2 separate regions of the Rattus norvegicus genome follow, and region 1 is linked to region 2. The links are chromatin contacts, called in public Hi-C maps. All regions are on one chromosome and are shown on one strand. Each heading gives the region's core, a stretch centred on a gene start, on an enhancer-like site or on the middle of the called end of the contact. The rest is flanking DNA. Distances are from core to core; before and after follow the strand shown.

The links. Hi-C and Micro-C count contacts between places; a contact is called where the count stands out from the background.
Region 1: a contact with region 2 is called in a Hi-C map of frontal cortex, with 2.5 times the contacts expected there. The contact joins the promoter of Ik here to the promoter of Ankhd1 in region 2. A contact is called at or near these places in 1 of 12 Hi-C or Micro-C datasets (frontal cortex) and 1 of 1 datasets of contacts at active chromatin or transcription factors (oligodendrocytes).

The regions. Positions count from the first base shown.
Region 1 is chr18:28,627,504-28,633,560 of GRCr8, reverse strand. It overlaps Ik (IK cytokine), which reads right to left and starts at 1,536. Exons shown (of 20, transcript NM_001005537.1): 1 at 1,399-1,536; 2 at 505-571. The coding sequence starts at 1,414. It overlaps Ndufa2 (NADH:ubiquinone oxidoreductase subunit A2), which reads left to right and starts at 1,677. Exons shown (of 3, transcript NM_001106153.1): 1 at 1,677-1,800; 2 at 1,932-2,038; 3 at 3,438-3,766. The coding sequence starts at 1,706. The coding sequence ends at 3,529. It overlaps Tmco6 (transmembrane and coiled-coil domains 6), which reads right to left. Exons shown (of 12, transcript NM_001106154.1): 10 at 4,776-4,870; 11 at 4,260-4,427; 12 at 3,697-4,034. The coding sequence ends at 3,918.
Region 2 is chr18:28,432,153-28,438,395 of GRCr8, reverse strand. It overlaps Ankhd1 (ankyrin repeat and KH domain containing 1), which reads right to left and starts at 2,002. Exons shown (of 34, transcript NM_001415723.1): 1 at 1,581-2,002. The coding sequence starts at 1,868.

The DNA.
Region 1 (6,057 bases), core at 287-2,786, 200 kb before region 2:
AAAAGACAATTTTACATTTTCCAATGCTTAACTTTCACCAGGGAAAATTCTTATATATGCTTACATATGCAATAAAGCAACACAAACACTAGACTCTTCCTGCCCATAACTTCTCTTCAAATTCTCTTATGTGGGATTCCTAGTTCACTTAAGGTTCACAGAGATAAAGAACTAAATGTTCTGAATGTTTTATGTTTTTGTTTTTTTTTTTAAGTCCTTAATTACAACTTTACTAAAAACCTGACACCAAAGCAATCATTTTGTATGACTTACGAAACTAAGCATAATTACACCATCTTGGTAACTGAACTTACGATAAAGTTTTCTGTGGGAAAAATAAGTTTATCAAGTTATACAGGTTAGCATTTTTCTCTCAATAAACCATTTTCCAGGAACTGTTGGTCCATTCTTGCCAACAAAATAATCTGAATTCTTTCAGCCTCTTTACCGTCTCTCTTGCTCATGGCTCAAATCATTCCGTACTCCAAAGACAAAATTACTCACTGGTGGAAAGAATGAGGATCATCCACATCGTGGCCATCTGGGGCCAAAGGGTTAGAGAAGGGCTCACCTTAAAGGAAAAAAAAGGACATTAAATCAATCAATCGTTTAATGTGTGAAGTTCTGTACAAAAACTAGCAGTTATAAAAGTGAACAACATAGTGGACAAGATGAAGGGCAGCAGTACTTAAGCAGAAAGTATAAGTACTGAAATGGGAGGACTACAAGAAACTCTTATTACCAGAAACTGGGAGTGGTACCTACATCTGTAATTCCAGAACCAGAGAGATTGAGGCAGCAAGATTTTGAGGCCAGTTTGGGCTACGCACTCAGACTATCTCAAAAAGAAACGAGCAAAAGAGCTGTTTGTGCCGGTATGTGCCTGTCACCTCATCACTTGACCAATGGAAACAGAAAGATAGGTTCAAAACCCGCCCGCTAGATCCGTTCTAGATCCTTGCCCACTTGGGAAGGGGGGTAGGGAGCTATAGAGCCAGGTTTTCCTAAACGAAGAATCAACATTTTTCTCCCTAAAGATTGCTTCCTAAGTACTACATCAAAGAGCTCAGCATCCGGTAATCCCAAATACTTGGGACTTTTGAGGTTTGCCTGAGAGCGTAGCGAGCCTCCCCTCCCGCGTCAAATAAACAAAACAAGCCCCTAAAAGAGAGGCACAAGCCATGGTTTACTAAGGAGGGGATAGGGAGGTGGGGCTGCTTCAAAACGCCGGTCCTCAACAAAGAAACAAAATTTGAGGGCAGTTCAGCAGGGCCTCTCCTAAAGGCCAATGGTTCGCGCGCCTCCAACAGTCACACAACTGGCTTAAATTCAGCAAACTCAACAAGCCTAGTGTCTCTAGTCCCGCGGGCAAGAAAGAGTGGTTGACTCTAGCCTTACTATCTCGCTCCGGCATTTCGGCCGCGGTCTCTCAGCGCCAGCAATCGCGAAATATCCTCAACAAAACAGCGGCGACAAACTTTTATCCACAATGCACCACGAAAGCCTGCGACAGAGCTTTGCCTTCCGTGCCTTCCGGCTTCCTTCGCGTCACTACCATTCTGCCCCTATAAAGGCCTCATTTAATTGCTAAGATTTGTCCCGCCCCTCCCCGCGTCATCCAATCGATGACGGAGACTAGAGGGTCGCTATTGGTCCGATTGAGGGAGCTGAAAGGCCGTGATTGGGTGCTCCTTTGCTAGCAAAGATGGCGGCCGCAAGCCGAGTAGTCGGTGCAAAGCAGGTACTGCGTGAGATTCGCATTCACTTATGCCAGCGTTCCCCAGGCAGCCAGGGTGTGAGGTGAGTCGTAGCGTGGGAAGGCGAGTGAGCTTCGGAAGGTGGAGCTCTGACCTTGACCTCCGGAGGCGGGGGGTGTCAGGGTCAGTGTGTACCTTTGCCCGCTAGCGACAGTCTCTCCTCCCGCCCCGCAGAGATTTCATCCAGCAACGGTACGTGGAGCTGAAGAAGGCGCACCCCGACCTGCCCATTCTAATCCGCGAATGTTCAGAGGTGCAGCCCAAGCTCTGGGCCCGTTATGGTGAGTACTGGTCGTTGGAGGTCAGGGGCCCGGGTTGCAGAATACGGGATAGAAAAACATAAGGAGCCTCCCCACGTCATGGGAAGACGGGGCTGAAGGACCAAAACTCCAACTGATAAAGAAATTCACATTTACTTAGTTGTGTGATGCCTTTTATTCATGGCAACATATATATGAGGTCTGACTGGCTCTTGGGCTGGACTGAGGAATTTTTTGCAGTTCAGAGTGTACTTCATGTAAAAGACACGCTTATGTCAGCATAGGTCCTTCTGAATCACATCTTAGCCAGGACAAATTAAGGGACGAAGCATTTTAGTGACGTTAAGCACTTTATGCTTACAGCTTGCGCTGGGTACTTTAACTCATTCTCATTAGTCTTCATTAATGTTGTGGATGGGTGCTTTTCCTTTGTAAATATTAGAACACTGGCACTAAACATTATGGAAACACCTAAAACTACGAAGCTTAAATAGGATTGAGCTTTTGCATTTGGGCCCCTTCCTTAGAGCGTACAATGGTTGGCTTCCACCATTCAGGTTGTTACTTGCCCCTGACTGCATATCACTGTCTCAAAAAGGCATTCCTGAGCCAGGCTGTAAATCTCAGCTCTAGATATTCTCAGGCAGAAGCAGGAGGATCACAAACTCAAGGTCTGTCTGAGGCTAGAGTGAGTTCAATGCCTGAGTAGAAAATTTAGTGAAATGTTATCTCAAAATTTTAAAGATACACAAGAAAATGGTGATCGCCTTTCATGTGAGAGGTACGGGTTTGATCATCAGTACCAAAATAAAGCATTCCCTGACCAATTATAATATTGCCTCTTAAATAATCCTTAAACTAAATGGTGACATTTTAATCATTTCAACCCTGACAAAGCACTTTCTGCAGGTGGGGAGAGTCACATCCTACTACAAATTTGTTGTAATCAAGACTCCTATAAACTAATAAAACAGGTTTCCTCCCAAAAGCACACAGAAGGACAGACAGAAGTAACTAGCGTGTAGTGGTATATGTACATAATACCACACATATTATGCTGAGTGCACTATGGCCGGCCAGAAAGTGGACAGTCAGCCAAGGCTAGACCCCTGGTCAGTAGTTAAGGCCTACGGTGACCCTAAAGCATCACTCAGACACATTTCTTCCTGTACAAAACTCTACTAGGACCTGGGAATTTTTAATAGATTCACTGGATTAATGCTAAGTACAGCAAGACCACTTTTTTTAAAGGCAGGATTGCAGTGTAGCCATAGCCAGCCTGGGACTGACTGTGGAGCCATGAGCCACCATGTTCAGCGAACCATCTCTCTTTCCTTTCTTAACAACTTTAAAAAAAAATACCCTTTATAATTTTGTGGCCCCGTTATGCAAGATACTCATTTAAATCATCTTTCCTCAGCTTTTGGCCAAGAGAAGAATGTGTCTCTGAACAATCTGAGTGCTGCTGAGGTGACCAAAGCCATGGAGAATGTGCTAAGTGGCAAAGCATGAAGTGTCTCCACTGAGGACTGAACAAGCCCACCAGAACCTACTGGACTGGAGACAATGTGGGGAAATGTGTTCTTTTGGTTCTTATAAAGCTTACGCTGTACAGTGTTGCTTCAGAATGTTCTCCTCATTACCTTTTCCCTCTTACTGCGCAAACACTGAGGCAAAGTAGCTTTATATAAAAATACTATTTTATTTCTCATCAATAAACCCCAGCTACCCGCTGGGATGTCGCATGTCATTACCCAACTTGCTGAAGAGGATGAAACAGTATGATCTCAAGTGCAACGCCACTCTCAGGTATACAAAAAGCTGCTAGCTTCTAAAATGAAATAGGAGCCCCTAGAATAAATATGCTGTAGGGGACAGGGGGTGACATTAAGCAGCCAGATCATCCAAGAATAGCAGTTGTCTGTCGGAGAGCATGTATCCTATCGTGAAGCTGAGTTTCCTCCTGATGCTTTTCTAGGGCCTGAAGCCCTGACTGCTGCAGAAAGGCATGGGCAGCCTGAGGATAGAGAAGGACAAACACATAAACCCTGAAACCCAATTCCTGGAGCTCCCTGGGCCAGCCCACTTCTTAGACAATACATTCCTAACAAGATGAAGGTTCTAACCTTCAGCCCACACAGGCTAGCCTTGCCCAGAGAAATGAATATGGGTAGGGCTGGAAGAGGAGGGCACCATGGGAGGACCAGTGGCTTCTGAGCAACAGATTGCAAACCAGACCCACCTCTGGCTGATACAAGAACAGCAGTTGCAGCAGCTCCAAACTCTGGCCTACCACGTCGGTGTCAGAGAGAGCCAGTGTGTTAAGCAAGCAGGAGAGCAAGGGTCCTGGCCATAACCGCTGGCAGTAAGCGGGACCCTTCTCTACAACGTTGCACAGAACTGTAAGCACCTGCAGACACAGAGACAAAAGATGAAAACCAAAAACTATAATAGGCTAAGCAAGGCTGACTACGTACCTAAACGCTAGTACAGGCTCTTTATGTGTCGTTCCCACAACCACCACTGAGACGTTACCCACTTATAAGGAAGAGATGGGTGCTTCCAATAGTTTGTTGGTTTGCCCAAGGACCATAAACAGGAGTCAGGGTTAAAGACCTACACCTGGACTGTACTAGCTCTTTAACCATACCACACCACCTACCAGCCCTCAACTAAGGGTACCTAAGAAAGCCCAGGTCTGTTCTCCCTATTTGCATTGAGCAGCAGTTCATGAACTCAGATGTTATGGAATACTTACCAACATGCAGACCACATTTGACAGCGGCAACAGCTGCAAGAGGGGCTCAATCAGATTCAGGGAGAGCAATGAGGTACAAAAAGTAGGACTATTTGCTGAAAAGGAAAATGTCATAGGAAGTGCCTTTAGTGCTAAACTGCTACCCCCACAATCCTACCCACTACAACCTAGGCCATGAAGAACTAGCCGCTACGTCAAAATCCATAGCCTGCTCGGTTTCAAACAAGTACTGCTCTATCCAAATGGGAGGCATAGGGGCCTTCAAGGATAAGAAGCATGTCCCTGGAGAATGTGCAAGCAGACTTTTCCATCTTCCTTGAGTCTCTCTGCACTCCCATACTCCATTCCATGAAGCCCCTGACCACAAATGTAGCCCCCAGGAGGATATGAGCATCAGAAACTTCCTTAATACAACTTTGAGGAGCCAACATTTCTGGATCTTAGATAGGGATTGATGGGACAGCATCTCCACCCAAGAGTACAAAATGGGTACATTCCTGTTGTTGAACTGCCCTCGGTTCTTCCAGACCAACTGTTCCCACTTCCTGACTCTAGTAGCTTCAAGCTCTAAGGTCAGTGTACCAAGAGGCTGAACATGCCATGGAAGAAAGGGTTTTATGTTTGTTAACATGTATATACATGGCATCCAGTACTCAACATGTGCACACATACTCAGAAGTTAAGGGGACAGACTCTTTCAGGTGTGCAAGGCACTGTGTGTCCACATGGGGGAGCTCTGACTTCATTTTTAGTCAGGAAGTTGAAGCCTAGGGTAGACACATGCCCCAGTATTTTCAGAATGACTAGGTCAGAAGAGGAGACCCTTGGCTAACTGGCTCTACAAGAAGTGCGCTTCATCTGGAATATTTTTCTGACCGAAGCTTCAATAGAGTTAATTTACAGAGCAAATTGGCAGTAATTGGTGAACAAACTAAGGTTGAGAGACAGAAGAGTGTAGGCCCTGAGGAAGAGGTCGGGATCCCTGGGAATACTTTCATCCCAACCTGAACGGAATGAGGCAAGTTATTGGGAAAGTGGAAAGGAAAGGACTGCCTAACAGCCATGGGTAGATAGAGGGAGGGTCTTCCTTCAAAGGGTCCTTTCAGGGAACCAAGATGAGAGACCTTCACTGACACGGTAGGGAAAGGTGTGGACCCTCCTATATAGGTTTTGAATTTTCCTCCTAGTCTCCCCACCCCCTTATTCTCTGCCTTTCCCTCAATCTGTATTTTGTTTCCTAACAAATCTACCCTTCCTTTGGCCTTAATAAATATTTTAATAA
Region 2 (6,243 bases), core at 753-3,252:
TTTAGAATAAAGCCAGCTTTTCAGATTCTCCCTTACAAGTTAAAAAGAAAACAAATCTTTAGAATCTAAAGTTAGCCAGCACTTTCTTTCCTAGCCAAACATCCATGTGTTCTGAGTTCAGCTCTCATTTCACCGAAAGGATAAAAGCTTCCCACAAACCCAAAATTTAGAGAACTACAGATTCTCCCAACAACTGACTATCCAAATAAAATTCTTCTCTCATCTTGGCCTAGAATTTATTTTTTTTTTACAGGGAAATTCAAAAATGTGGATAGGTAACATGCACAGTTTTTTTTTTTTCCCAAAGTAAAATATTGAATCCAAAAAAACCTCCTCTTCAGAACTAGAAAAAACAGTGCTGTAACTGTACTCTGCAATAATTTCTCCTTATTCCTCTCAAATACACAAGCCAAGATCATTGGTACACAGAAATTCCTGTACTTTAACACCAGGACCAGAGGTTAAAGTCACAAGGGATGAACCAGAAATGCTAGGACCAATGTAGAAGAAATAGTTAGCTAGGCCGTGGTGGTGCACGTCTGTAATCCAGCACTAAGGAAATACAGGTAGGAGGATCACAAAAAGTTCAGCCACCCTGATCTACACAGCAACTCAGACTAAATCTCAACAATTAAAAGTCAACAAATCATAGCCAAATTAAAAAGGAACAGAATTCCAAGCACTTAAAACATCACAGTACAATTCTCTGTCCTGACCATTGTTAAAGAAAATAATATTTAACTTGTAAATGCATATGTTTGCAAGTATGTGTGCAAATATCTACAACTATGTGTGTTTGTGTCAACTTTTCTTCAAGAGACTAAAGAACAGTACCTACCGTCCTAAATTGCTCACACCTGAAATGTGCACCCAGTATTATACACACGTGCTAAAAGAAATGCAGGAGCTCAGCGCATTTTCTTCACAAGAAAAGGAGTCTGCAGGATGCCTCATCTCAAAGGCTAAAAACCTCAGCGTTCAACTATCCAGTTATTCCGAAGCTCAAAGATGCCTTGGAACTTCCTTTTCCTGTCTAACTTCATAAAACGTCCAAGAATCGGTCACGTGATTTTTCGGAGTAAAAGCTGAGAACTTAATACTCATCTGCTTCAAACTAAAAGAAAATAAGAACTGCTCTACTTAAATGCACAGGCAAAGCCACACTTAAAGCAGAGGCGAACAGCAGACAGCCTTTTTGAGCTAGCCATGTCCGCCAGTTTCTCAGGCTCCCTCAGTACCAAGGGCAGGGACTTTGGCTAACAAGACCCCGCCCTCCCCCATCTCCAACACGGGGTGGGCGGGAGGTAGCCTGCGGAGTCTGGGTTCCCGCGCGAAGCTCGCAGACCAAAGAACTCCCTATTGTGGGTCTACAGACGGTGACGGGAATCCGTCCCGCTCCTGACGCGCGCCGAAGAGCAAGCCGAGAGCTCACTAGGCCCGCACTGCTGCCACCGTCGCCTTGCAAGCAACTGCTGTCAGAGAACATTGCACCCAGGAAGCGGGAGGGTGAACCAGCCGTGTGCTGGTCCAAAGAATTCACGTCTCACGCAACGTTAGAGACAAGGGTCCTGGAGCTATACCTCGGACACCTCGTCCTCGTCGCTTCCAGAGGCACCACCTCCGCCGCCCGTCCTCAGCACGGCAGCCGCCAACTTGAAATCCAGCGCTGCGTCCCCTCCGCCCGCGCTGCCGCCGCCACCGACTCCCGGCGCGGGCCCAGCCTCCCCAAAAAGCCTCACGGTGCGGATTCCCAGCCCGACCCCTCCCGGCGGAGGCGGCTCCGAGGCCCCAGCTGGGGCGGATCGCGGAGCTACGGAGTCCAAATCCTCCTCAAAGGAGGTGCCGCCGCCCCCACTGTCCGTCAGCATGGTTCTCACGCGGAGCCGGAGACGCTGCCGAATCACTCGCGGCCACCGCCGCGGCTGATCCCGGGAAGGCAAGGAACAGCAGGAGGAAGAAGCGTCTCTTCTCCCCGTCCCAGCAGCGCCACTAACTTCTCACTGCCTAACCTGCTGCCTCCCGCCCCTTAGACTCATCACTGGTTGCGATTTCCAGGCGCCTGCAAATCATTGGCCACGGAGATCTGTCGCTCACGCTCTCCGTCACGCGCTGCTAGCTGGCTCGCATCCCCCAAGCTGCGTTGACCCGCGTAGGCCTAGGCGGTTGTGAACACCCGCCTCCTACTTCTCCCGATCTGACTTCCGGTCTCTTTCTATATCTATTGGCCAGCCTCTGTGACTATCGTATCACGACCTTACAGTCTATTAGTTGGCCTTGTGGTCAGTCAAAATGAACCCTAACAATGGGGAACTCCATTGGCGCCAGATATTGTCGGTCATTTTGTCACGGGACGTCGCGTGGTACAATTGGTCTGTGAGAATACTGTTCATCCCGCCCCCATCTGAGGTGACGGGAAAAGGACTGGGGAATTTCCATTTCTCATTAAAAGGAGGGCTGAAGTGAGAACCCGCAAGAAGTAACAAAATATGAAGTAGACCTAACCCTGCTCTTGGAGAGTCTTGTGCGTCCAAGATGCAAGAGGCGTCGAGGTAGCAAAGTAGCTCCCACCTGTCGCTCTCCCTCGGGCGCCGCGGCTATGGCCGGAAGTAGCTGCACGGGGATTGGCGGAAAGAAGCAATCAGTCTCAGCGAAGCCCCATCTTCCTGCCATTTCCTGGTTGGAAGGTGGCAACGTCAGTCACCACATCAGGCTCCGCCTCCAGGACAGGTGAGGCTACTTAACCCGTTTGCCTCCGGCTGTTTGGGAAAGAGTCAAAGACTGGGAGCGGCTGCGGTAATCCGGAATCCGGGTAGGGCTGATTCTGTTTGGCGCCTCACACCTGTCCTGGCAGAGCGCTGCGCCGGGAGCCTAAGCAACCCTTGAGCAGCTCGGTTGGCTGCTCTGAAGCTTCTCCACCCGCCCGCGCGCCTGGTGCTGGACTGGCGCGCTCTACAGCCTTGGGGCAGGATGGGGCCGCGTTCTCTCGGGGAAGCTGGCGGGCTGGACAGCGCCATCCCTTGGTCCCGGGAACTGTCCGGCAGAGGAAGACGAACGGTGCGTGGAATCCGACCGCAGGGATGGACGCGGCTAAGACGGCGTGCTCGCGGGCTATTTCTGGTCTGGTGCCGCCACTTATTTGTTAAGTGACCCCGGAGTGTTTGATGTTATTCTGTGTAAAATGGGAATGTGAGCACAGTCCCCACTGGGTGGTTAGCAATTAAAGTTGATTAAACACAGAGCTTAGCAGAGTGACCAACTTATAGGGAAGGTTGGTTTTTCTTTTTTTTTTCTTTTTTTTTTCTTTTTTTTTTCTTTTTTCTTTTTTTCGGAGCTGGGGACCGAACCCAGGGCCTTGCGCCCGCTAGGCAAGCGCTCTTCTGCTGAGCTAAATCCCCAACCCAAGATTGTTTTTTCTTAATTAGCCAACCCTCCCTCTTCCTTCAGTTCTCTGCCTGACCTGAGTTCTGCCAGCCAAACCAGTTCTAGCTAAATTTCTAACCAAGGAAGTCATCCCCCTCTGATTTTCCCCCTTCCTCTCCCTCTCCCCTCCCCCCATTTTACCAATAAAAATAATTAAAAGTGTTACAGTTCCTCACTAATCACGATTTAAGAAAATCACAAAGGAGTTTGGTGATGTTTGTATGAAAATGTCCTTTTACCCAGCAAATGTGCATACAATAGCAGGTTAGCTAAAAACAAAAGCTTTGTCATTTTTCCATTTGGAGCCTTTATAAAAAATTGTATCTACCTCATTTGTACAATACGCAGTATTTCATCTCCATTAAATTGGGTTTTGAAAATTCTATTTTCATGTAATTGGGCTGGAGAGATGGTTGTGCCATTAAAGGCCAACATCAATCAAAGATCAAAAATATAATGATCTGAAGGGGGTGCTGAGCCAAAACATTTTTTTAATTGTTAAAATTTCTTAGATTGTAATTGTTCATTTCATATGCCAAAAATGATAAGGACATATCTAGTTTCCTATGATGAGGACATATCTAGTTCTTTCTAGATAATAAGTTATAGAAAATGTGAGACATTTTATTTTACATACTATTTTATGTAAACAACATATACCGCTTTTGTGTTGTTTTGTTTGGTTGGTTTTGGTTATTTTGGTTTGGTTTGGTTTTCCAAGACATGGTTTGTCCTGGAACTCGATCTGTAGACCAGGCTGGCCTTAACTCACAGAGATCCACCTGCTTCTGCCTCCCGAGTGCTAGGATTAAAGGTATGCCCCAGCTAACATACACAGTTCTAATTAGCCTGCATCCTCTGGTGTTTTCAAGGCAGGTGTGACTAGCTCAGAACTCAAACTAAGCAACTAAGCAGAAAAGAAAGAAACTAGCACTGCCCAACCCACTTCAAAGCTGGATCACCCAGAATTGGTTTGGATACATCCCTAGGCAAAAGCAGGTATTGACTGGTACAGCATTACAAAGGAATTAATTGTCATTGCTACCACAGGTACAAAAAAAAACTTCTGATGCAACTCCCTGAATAAATACATTCAAGTCTTTAAGCAAATGTAATGAATCCAAAAGAGAGGAAACTGAAAAGTGGGTATTTTCATTTCCTTATCCATTTGAAAAAATGCATACTTCTTGATGCAGTGCCTAAGAATTAGCCCAGAGCATAGTCAATATGATTGGGCAGTAATCACTGTTTCCCCTGAACCTTTACCTGAAACATGTCAGAAGTTTATCATTATGAAACTCTAAATTTCCTAGATTTTGGTGAGTACTGTATAGTTCAGAATGATCGACCAGTTCATATAACCACAGCTCTGTGCTTTTATTTATCTTTTATGTTATTATTTTATGTACATAAGTGTTTGCCTGCATGTATGTCTGTGTATCACATGTGTGCCTGGAGCCGACAGAAGCCAAAAGAAGATGTGAGCTGCCATGTACTCACATGACCCCAGTTCCTTTACAAAAACAGCCAGTGCTCTTAACCACTAAACCACCTCTGCAGGCCTCTTATTTGCTTATTTCTTTATTTATTTACTTACGTTGTGTGAGTGTGTTTACATGTGCCACTCATGTGGACGTCAAAGGACAACTCTGCAGTGGGTTTTCTCATCACCTTTACATGTTTTCCGGGGATCTAACTTGGGTCTCAAGGCCTGTGCGGTAAGCACATTTACCCAGTGAGCAATCTCAACTGCCCCTGGTTTTTATTTTATGAAACAGTGTCTCACATAGCCCAGAATGGCTGCACACTTTCAAGTTAGTGCCACTTCCACCCCCTGTACCTGGCTGGGTTTTTGTTTGTTTGTTTTTATCGTGCAACTCTGACTGGCCTGGAACTCACTATATAACCGAGGTTGGATCAAACTCAGAGATTCCCCCTGCTTCTGCCTTCCACATATCTGGAATATGGTAGCTTGTGCCACCACATCGTAATTCTACCATTCAGAAGCTGAAGCAAGAATTAGAATTCAAGGCCAGACTAAGCTCTGCAGCATGGCCTTGTCTCAGTCAGCTAACAGTTGTTAGAAATGAGCATTAGAATAAAAATTTGCCACAGAAAACTAATAGGAGTGCTTACTGTGTTGCATTTGTCCTCATTTGTTGCGTTTTGTACTTTTAGGGTGCTGAGGACCTCACAGAGGGCCTCGTGTATAAGTGAGTCTCCACTCCTGAGCTACAGCCCCAGTAATACATGGTGTACTTAGAATGTGTTCCCAAGTATGACGTTCCTTTTTACCAGCTTTTAGATAGGCAGAGAAAAGTGGGGGCAAGTTCTACAGCTTCAGGGGTTTTGTTTGTTTTGTTTCGTTTGAGGAGGGAGTGGGACAGGGTCTCACTATGTAGTCCTGGCTAGCCTAGAACTTACTAAGAGCCACCAGCCTTTGCCTCCAGAGTGCTAGGATGGCATATGCCACCATCCACAGACATGAATCTTAAAACTGAAGAGTGGTTCATTCCTCATAACACGACAGGTTTTTTTTTTAAAGGTACACTAGGAGTACCTTTATTTTTGTTATTTTTTTTTTTTTTTTTTTTTTTTTGGTTCTTTTTTTTCCGGAGCTGGGGACCGAACCCAGGGCCTATTTTTGTTATTTTTAATTATGTATCTGTGTATAAGCGTGTGCATTTCTGTGGGTGAATTTAGAGGCCAGAGAAGTTGGATCCCCTGGAGTTAACAGGCACTTGCAAACTGCTCAGCCCTCTTCAAAAACAGTAGATACTCTTAACCCCTGAACCATCTCTTTGGTCCTATTGGATGATATGG